2 separate regions of the Macaca mulatta genome follow, and region 2 is linked to region 1. Evidence: chromatin contacts called from public Hi-C data. All regions are on one chromosome and are shown on one strand. Each heading gives the region's core, a stretch centred on a gene start, on an enhancer-like site or on the middle of the called end of the contact. The rest is flanking DNA. Distances are from core to core; before and after follow the strand shown.

Region 1 (4,293 bases), core at 1,272-3,771:
TACTTCATCATATGTACATTGAGGATAATTAACTTACTACCTTAGTAATCCATCAAGTATCCAACTAATATTTACTTAATGTCTACTCTGTACATGTCATGGTACTACAGGCCCATTTTGAAGTTTTAAGAACAAATTATATATTGCTTGGAAATTTGTGTCTTTAAAAGGCTAATATCAATAGTTATTTCATATTTTAAATGACAAATACCTATTCAATACTTGGGACTCTTTAACATACATTTAAATGCAACAGAGGGATAAAAAGTGAAAAATTCCATTCAGACATCAGGTTTTATGAGGACTATATATAATGTTAGTAATAAATGATGTGGAGTTTCCTTACTGGAAAGTACTACTTATGCCAGGCGCAGCAGGCCACGCCTGTAATCCCAGCACTTTGGGAGGGTGAGGCGGGAGGATCTCTTGAGCCCAAGAGTTCGAGACCAGCCTGGGCAACTTAGTGAAAAACCCATCTCTACAAAAAATTTAAAAATTAGTCAGGTGTGGTGTCATGCACCTATAGTTCCAACTACTCTGGAGGCTGTGGCGGATCACTTGAGCCCAGGAGTTCAAGGCTGTGTGTGCTATGATTGCGCCACTATACTCCAGCCCAGGTGGCAGAGCAAGGGTCTCAAAAGAGAAAGAAAGAGAAAAAAGACTAATCATAATCATTCCTTACAAGATACAAAGCATTATCCTGATACAGAAATGTTATGGAAACCCAAACTGATCTTTACACAGTTACTTGTAGGATCTCAGACCTTTGAAATAGTCATTTAAAAAATTATTTATTTATTTGAAATAGTCATTTTTGATCCCCAGAAGGAAGAAATCACAAATAAAAAAAAAAAAGAAGCAGCTTAAGGCTCAGATCTGTAGATTGCTTTTTCAGGAACCCGGAGGACAGACAGCTGGGGAGGAAACTGCAGAGGAACTTGAGGTTTCTGGAGTGTGGATGGCTTACAAGTACCTGGCAACACCTTCACGCCCCAGGGTTGCCATGGCACCACCTTTCCAAAATACTGCTTCCTAGGTACAATATATATATTTTTTGTGTGTGTGAAACAAGTCTTGCTCTGTCGCCCAGGCTGGAGTGCAGTGGCGCGATCTCAGCTCACTGCAACCTCTGCCTCCCGGGTTCAAGCGATTCCCCTGCCTCAGCCTCCTGAACAGCTGGGATTACAGGCACGCGCCACCACACCCGGTTAATTATTGTATTTTTAGTAGAGATGGGGTGTCAACATATTGGTCAGGCTGGTCTCGAACTCCTGACCAAGAGATCTGCCCGCCTCAGGCTCCCAAAGTGCTGGATTACAGGCATGAGCCACCACGCCTGGCCGGTACAATCTATCTTTATTTTTATTTTTTTTGTAATTTTTCTTTATCTACTGGCATCCCCATGGAGGCCCTTTCTCTCCCCAACTTTCCCTCGTGTGTGAAATAAAGACCACTGAATCTATTAACTTCCCAGGCCTTGAAATTCCATTTTCGCACATACTGCCACCTCTAAACGATTTCTGAATTTTTTCTTGTTACCCACTCAGCTAGGAGTTTCATTTGCCAAGCATTTTAACAGCAGAGAAGGCAATTCTGTGGGCCGATGCATTTGCGTTTAGGAGGCACAGATATCTCCTAATAACCTTCCTATCTTCACACTGGTGGCTTTTGAATTGTTCAGGGTTTTAGAAATACCATAATCTCAGCCTATTAAATATTAAGGGACTCCTTCAGATTCCCTGAGCCTTAAAGTTACGTTATGCAAATCTGTCCGAGTGTGTTTCCATGGTGCAGAATAAAAGTTATGGTAGGGTTTTTTGAAGCAGCATGACTATAAACGTCACTCCTGTCACTGCCTTTCACAAGAGCCCACTTGCTGTGAAATATTTTGAAAACAGAGCTTAAGTGGAGATAACGCAGAGCACAAACAGGCGGAAATAAGAATAAACCGTGCGTGGCAGGCAGAAACCCGGAGGTTGGCTGTTTCTGGAGGGGAAGAGAACGCTCTGTAAACCTGGAGGAGAAACCACGCGGGCCACTGTTTGGGGGCCTCCTGGGGGTCGTTTCCCTGGTCCCCTCGGGTTGGGGGGCTCCTCCAGGCCAAGGAAGCGGCCCCCTAAAACCGCTTCCGGGACTGCAGCTTCTCTCCCCACACTCCCAAGGAGCAGAGCTTTCTTGGGCCACAATTCTCCGCGACCCAAAAATAACTACACAGATGTGAGGAAAAGGGCCAAAGCCTACGGCACAGGGCGGTGCTTAGTTACAGCCTTATCGCTTATGGCCAGGAAGCTCGAAATCTAACCCAGCACGAACCTTTTATAGCCGGTCCCTCGAGCCCCGCCCTAGCAACTTCTCCTGGCAACACCTCGCCCAGTGCTCTGCTGCCTTATCGGCCTCCGCCAGGCCTTTCCTGTTCCCCTCCCCCAGCCCGCGCCGCCCGGCCGCCCGGCTCACTTGACCAGCCCCAGGGGAGGGGAGGAGCGAATGGAAGCGTGAGGGGCGGGGCGCTGGGAGACGCTCGCGTCATCAAGATGCGCCGGGCGAGTTGCGGCGCCTGGTGTCTCAGGGAGGCTAGAGGTTCGGGGAGTTGGTGATATGGCGGAAGGCGCTGGGCTGGTGTGGATTCGCGGCCCCGGCTTCGGGTGCAAGGCGGTGCGGTGTGCCTCGGCTCGGTGCACCGTCCGTGATTTTATCCACCGGCACTGCCAAGATCAGGTGAGGATTTCGGTTCCTGTTAGGAAGGAGAAAGAGGCAGACAGGTGGCAGCGCTGGGTGCGAAGTAGGTCTGTCCGGAGGAGGAGGGGCGGGTACCTCTATTCTCTGGGGTTTTCCCTTGTTGAGGCTGAGAGTTCCTCAGTGTTAAGGTGCTTCGAACTGTTACTGAGAGCTTCCTTTTCTTTTGTGATGGTGGTTTGCCTCCCCACCAAGAGGGAGAAAAAAGCTGTTAGAGGCACTTAGTCCGGCTCACAGTTACAAATACTTTGTTTCTCTTTCTTTATCCGTAAATATAACGGTCTTCTGGCAGTTGGGCAGGCTGATGTTTAAGGCTACAGTCTTCACCTTCTTACTGTGGTTATGTGACGTGTATTTTTTTCAGTTATCACACAGCCTTGTTAAGCCCCAGCCTGGAGAAGTATGTCATATCCGAACCCAGGCCAAAGGATGATTGGGGAGGAAAATTGATTCTTCTGGTCACTCGTTGTGACCAAGCATTCACACGTGTGTCCTGTTGAGAGCCTGGGTTCTTAGGGCCTGTTATGTAGAAGTGTTCACTAATCATTTGATGGTCTTATTTGTCCATGCACATTTGCGGAAACCTACCAGGGACTTCCCAAGTTACACGTGAGCTTTTACTTAACTCTCAATTAAGTAAGCTTTTACCAGCAATAAGATATTAAACCTATTCAGTTGTCAAAAGAATTTAGTGGTTTCCCTGAATCTAATTTTAATGTTGGCACTTGATCTAGAACTCTGTTCTTCTTTCCGCACCTCATCCGTGCTTTCCTCGGCTATTTCCTCTGCTTACTATTTATAAGCTTAACAAATGTTAACGCTGCAGTCTAAACCAGATTTTTAAGAGACTTGGATCGATTCCGTGAAGAAGCTATGTGTTTGCAAATAATACGGTATTTCACTTTCCATGTTTTCCTTCCTGCTCTGTAATCCAGTCTAAAAACTGTAAGCACAACTGTTTTTGACCATGAAAATAATTGCATTCTAATTCTTTTGAAAATAATTCTTTTCTCATGAGTACAGTTTTCTTTTCTCCTCTCTCTGCCCCCCGCCCACTGGCGGATTTTCACTCCTGTTGCCCAAGCTGGAGTGCAATGGCGCCATCTCGGCCACTGCAACCTCCGCCTCCTGAGTTCAAGCGATTCTCCTGCCTTGGCCTCCCAAGTAGCTGGGATTACAGGCGCCCGCCACCATGCCTGGCTAATTTTTGTATTTTTAGTAGGAACGGAGTTTCACCACGTTGGCCAGGTCTTGAACTCCTGACCTCGGGTGATCCTCCCACCTTAGCCTCCCAAAGTGCTGGGAGTACAGGCTTGAGCCACTCTTTCGGGCCTATGAGTACAGTTTTCAAACTTGCTGACAATTGATCCAAAGTGAAACCAGAAAAAATAGGATCTTAATCATGAGGTATGTTGGAAATAATTATTTTTAAATCGGAAGCAAGAAATCATAGGCCAGGTGCGGTGGCTCACGCCTGTAATCCCAACACTTAGGGAGGTCGAGGCGGGCAGATCACCTGAGGTCAGAAGTTCGAGACCAGCTTGGCCAACATGGTGAAAC
Region 2 (4,293 bases), core at 1,081-3,580, 130 kb before region 1:
GCTGCTGCAGCCCGTCCCCACGTTGCTCCCAGCCAGGTGTCCTTCAACAAGCGCCAGCTGCTGCTCCTCTGTTGAAGAGCCTCCATGGTGCTCAGTGGTGAGCATTCGGAGGGCTGATCAGCATCCGCACACCCCTCCTATTGAGGGGCAATCCCATTCTGTGAGCTGTCATGGGAGCCAGGGCCCCTCCTCCCACCTCAAAGGCTAAAAGGGGCAGCATTCCTTCTCCCTTCCTGGGCATCTGGCTGACCCTGCCAAAGATGCAGGGACAGGAGCCTTCCCTCCCTGCTACGGTGCCCAGCACCCCTGCCCATCATTACAGCCGAGGCCTGCGGAGTTGTGGCAGGGCCTGCATTCAGCGATGCTGCAGCCCAATAGTGGTGGTGACCACAGTCACCTCCCAAGACTGTCCCTGGCTGTGGCTGTGGCCATCCAGACTCCTGGTCAGCTCCCTGAGCTCCCCACAATACTCCCAAGGACTCCTTTTCTACTTAGTCACCAGGGTTGGTTTCAATTGCTGGCCACCTCCCTTTGGGCCCTGGCCAGGCCTGTGGAGCTAGTCCTTTCCAAGTGTCACAGGTGAGTGACTGTGTGTGAGCGACAGCAGGTCAGTGTGATAGATAACCTGCGGTCCATGTAGGGAGATGGTGCTGTACCAAGAAGCTGCCAGGACTGAGATGTTAACAGGGGATGTGACTTGCTAAATGACTGTGCTGGGACGATGGTTTCAAGAAAACTGGAAACCTAGGAAGCTTGGTGAGCACCCACTTGGATCTTCCCTGGCCTGGCAGGGCCTCCCCCTGGAGGGATAGCCCTGCAGCTTCGCCACCAGTGGGCAGGCTCTGGAAGGGCCTGGAGAGGAGAGGGGTCCCCTAAACACACCCCGCCCTAGGGCCTTAGCAGACAAGTGCTGGTGACCTATTATTTGTATTTATTGTAGTAAACAGTCACTTTTAGGCCAGAGGCTCACGCCTGTAATCCCAGCACTTTGGGAGGCCAAGACGGGTGGATCACTCGAGCTCAGGAGACCAGCCTGGCCAACATGGCAAAACCCCGTCTCTACTAAAACTACAAAAAAATTAGCCGACAGTCGTGGCAGATGCCTTGTAATCTTAGCTACTGGGGAGGCTGAGGCAGGAGAATCTCTTGAACCCAGGAGGCAGAGGTTGCAGTGAGCCGAGATCGCGCCACTGCACTCCAGCCTGGACAACACAGCGAGACTCCATCTCATAAAAAAATAAAACAGTCAATTTTAAGAGCAGTGCTCATTTCACCCCGCCTCTACCACACCCTTGGCAGGGCGGCTTCACAGGTGCCCTTCCTGTTGTCTGGGACCCTTTGCCAGCCTCCTCACCACCTGGCCACCCTTCTTTCCAACCAACAACGTGGCGCCTCGGTTCCTCCAGGTTCCTCCCTGCCCTGTAAAACCCCTGGCCTCCTGCCAGGCTCAAGAAATGCCCTCGGATCTTTTCCGTGCTTTCGCCCTGCAGGAGACACTGCCTAGGTCCCGCCTCCGTCATGCGACGGAGACTCATGGAGTGCCCACGCAGGCTGGGCCCGAGCAAGGCTACCTCACCGCCGCCCGCCCACCCACCCACCCCCGGAGGCTGAGGCAGCGCCGAGCTCAGGCTTCCCTGTCTCCCTCCTGCCTCCGCGCCGGCCAAGCGTACAGTGCTTCGGCCCCTGGGCTGCGCCCGCGCTCCGTCCTCCCTCTCGGGGTTGGTGCGGGTCTCCCAGGCCGGGCCGGGGCGCTGGACCGACGCCCACAAAGCGGCCACCGCCGCAGCGAATTGCCCGCTCTCCCTTCGGCTTTCACCGCCCAGAAAGCGGCGCCTCCGACCCGGCTCTTAAACAAGGGCGACTTTTATTATAAAACCCGGGGGTGCTGCGGAGGAGCCCGCCCCTCACTGCGGTCTCAGTCCTCCTCCGGGAGGGCGCGCGAAGCCGGCGACCCCGAGAGGCCGGGGGTGGGAGGCGCGGGGGCAACTCAGCCGCGTGGAGCCGCCCGGGGCGCACCCTGGCCCCAGCAGCCCCGAGTGCTGTCCTGGTTGCGCTGTGGCAGCCGCGGCCACGCCAGCGCCAGGGCCCCTCCCGCCCAAGACTGGTGAGGCGGCGGGAAACGGCGGGACTGGGCACTGCCCCGCCGCGGGACGGCTAGGCCGGGGCTCTTCCGTGCGGCTCTCGGCGGGACTGCGGCCGCGGAACAAAGGGGCGCAGAGGTGGGCGGGGGGTGCATCGCAGGCGGGGCGGAGCCTCGGTGTCCGGAGCTGGGGTCTCCTCACCCCCGAGCCGGGCGGGGTCTGGCGGCCGCGCCCCTCCGCGGGCTCCCCAGGCGCCCAGCCGCGCGGCAACGACAACAGCCACCATTTCCGCTCCCCGCCCGCCCCTGCTCAGCGCTGGGGGCGCGAGGGCGCTGCTCGCCCGATTCAGAGACCAGGTGTAACTACTGGTGCCACAGAAGTTCGGTGTTTCCAAGATGTGCTTCCTTTTTGTAGCGAAGGAAGCGCGGCCACCAGGCCAGGTCACCCCAAAGTGCAGGGTCCCCGGGCCGCTGTCACCCCCGCCCGGCTGCAGGCCCCGACGCTCCGCGCTCCCCCCTGCTGCGCGCGGCGGCCACCAGAGGGCGCCCGGCCGCCGTCACCCCGGTCCTCCCCCGCCCGGGCTGCCGTCACGCTGATCCTCCTGCGTCCCGGCCGCCGCCACCCCGCCGAGCGCGGGACCCAGGTCGGACGGGGGAGGTCAGTGGCGGGCCCGCCACCCCCCGGCCCCTGCGCGGGGGGTCTGGCACTGCTGGCGGCCGGAGGGACGATTGCGGGGTCCCTTTCCCAGACCGGAACCAACAGAGGCCGCGGGCCAGAGAACCGAGTTGGGTCGCCGTGTGACCTAGGGGCAGCTGCTAGCCTGCGTTGTGCCTCGGTTTCTTGCCTGTGAAGGGAGAGCAAGCACTGCCCGTCTGTGCATTGGCCACGATTCCCAAGCTCCCCCAGGCTGGCCGTGGGGGAGAAGGCGGCCCCGCCGCCCCTGAGGCCCTGCGTGGGAACTGTCTTAGCAAGGGCAGTGACAACGTCCTACTACCTGCCTTATGGCTGTATTTTAAAAGAAGGTGGGAGCCAGGACCCCTCATTTCCAGGTGCACCACCCTCCAAAGCTGTGATCTTGCCACTGCTCAATACGAGCTTGGAAAATGATGAACAGCCCTGACTTTAAGCATACTCGGTAAAAGGAGATCTGTCCCAACAAGCAGAAGCTGATAGTTTGCTTGAAAAGGGATTCCTCCACTTACAAAATAATTTGCAATGGGATTTTTCTCATTGAGTAAATTGTAGGCAAATCACCTGTGTAAATGAATATTTGTAACAGGCCAGCGAACTTGGAAATGAGTCTTACTGTAAAATAAATACTTCTGTGGTAAAAATGGCTCCAGGGCCAAGGATGGGCCTGTGGTTCAGCTGGAGTATGCTGCCGGCTCACCTGATGGGCACCTAGGACATTCTCTAACGGGCCTCTGAGCCTGGTTCCCTCCCATTCCCTCTGCAGCCACTCCAGTAGGGAGTCCAGGAAGATTCTACCCCTCCTTGGCCAGAGGATGCTGAAGCTGCGCCCCTTCCTACCTGTTTCCTCTCTTGTGCCCCATCTCCTAGGGGAGATCCTTTGCTCCACTAGGCTCGGCTGGAAGAGACCTGTAGGCCATGCAGGGAGCACCCTCACTGGTCAGGCACCCAAGGTGTGCCAAGCATGGCCTCCCAGGCTGTAGCTTTACCGGGAGTGGGTGCTCCTTGTGAAGATTCTGACGATGCTTGTCCCACGGGCTTGGGAATTCCCACCCTCACTCAACCGCAGCATTGCCAAACTCAGTAGGGCATCTCTCTGGGCACAGAGGGATGGAGGAAATGGCCACTGAGGCTCCAGAACTGCATGGGAAGTCTGGGCCATGTCTTGGCCCACCAGCCTCAGCTCACCCTGGCCATTCAAGCCTCAGCCTTCCTGGGGCCCCTCAGTTCTGGGGAGGCACCCATTAGCAAATACCATTACTCACTTGCTGCTTTTGAATCTCCTGAACATTGGCAGGGCACAGTGGCTCACGCCTGTAATCCCAGCACTTTGGGAGGCAGAGGCAGGTGGATCATTTGAGGCCGGGAATTCAAGACCAGCCTGGCCAACACAGTGAAACCCCATCTCTACTAAAAATACAAACATTAGCCAGGCATGGTGATGTACACCTGTAGTCCCCGCTACTTGGGAGGCTGAGGTAAGAGAATCACTTGAACTAGGGAAGCAGAGGTTGCAGTGAGC

What was found. Hi-C and Micro-C count contacts between places; a contact is called where the count stands out from the background.
Region 2: a contact with region 1 is called in a Hi-C map of liver, with 2.1 times the contacts expected there. The contact joins the enhancer-like site here to the promoter of SDE2 in region 1. A contact is called at or near these places in 5 of 14 Hi-C or Micro-C datasets (CD4 T cells, blood, fetal cortex germinal zone and 2 more).

What each region holds. Positions count from the first base shown.
Region 1 is chr1:83,725,258-83,729,550 of T2T-MMU8v2.0, reverse strand. SDE2 (SDE2 telomere maintenance homolog) reads left to right here and starts at 2,521. Exons shown (of 7, transcript XM_015115188.3): 1 at 2,521-2,715. The coding sequence starts at 2,596.
Region 2 is chr1:83,855,563-83,859,855 of T2T-MMU8v2.0, reverse strand. No RefSeq gene overlaps it. Among named protein-coding and RNA genes, the nearest start is that of H3-3A, 67 kb to the right of the region's middle. Within about 2 kb of position 2,330, at least 24 of the 40 cell types and tissues checked have an H3K27ac peak or open chromatin away from gene starts, as enhancers often do. A contact at or near this core is called in CD4 T cells, blood and liver, where this site is marked.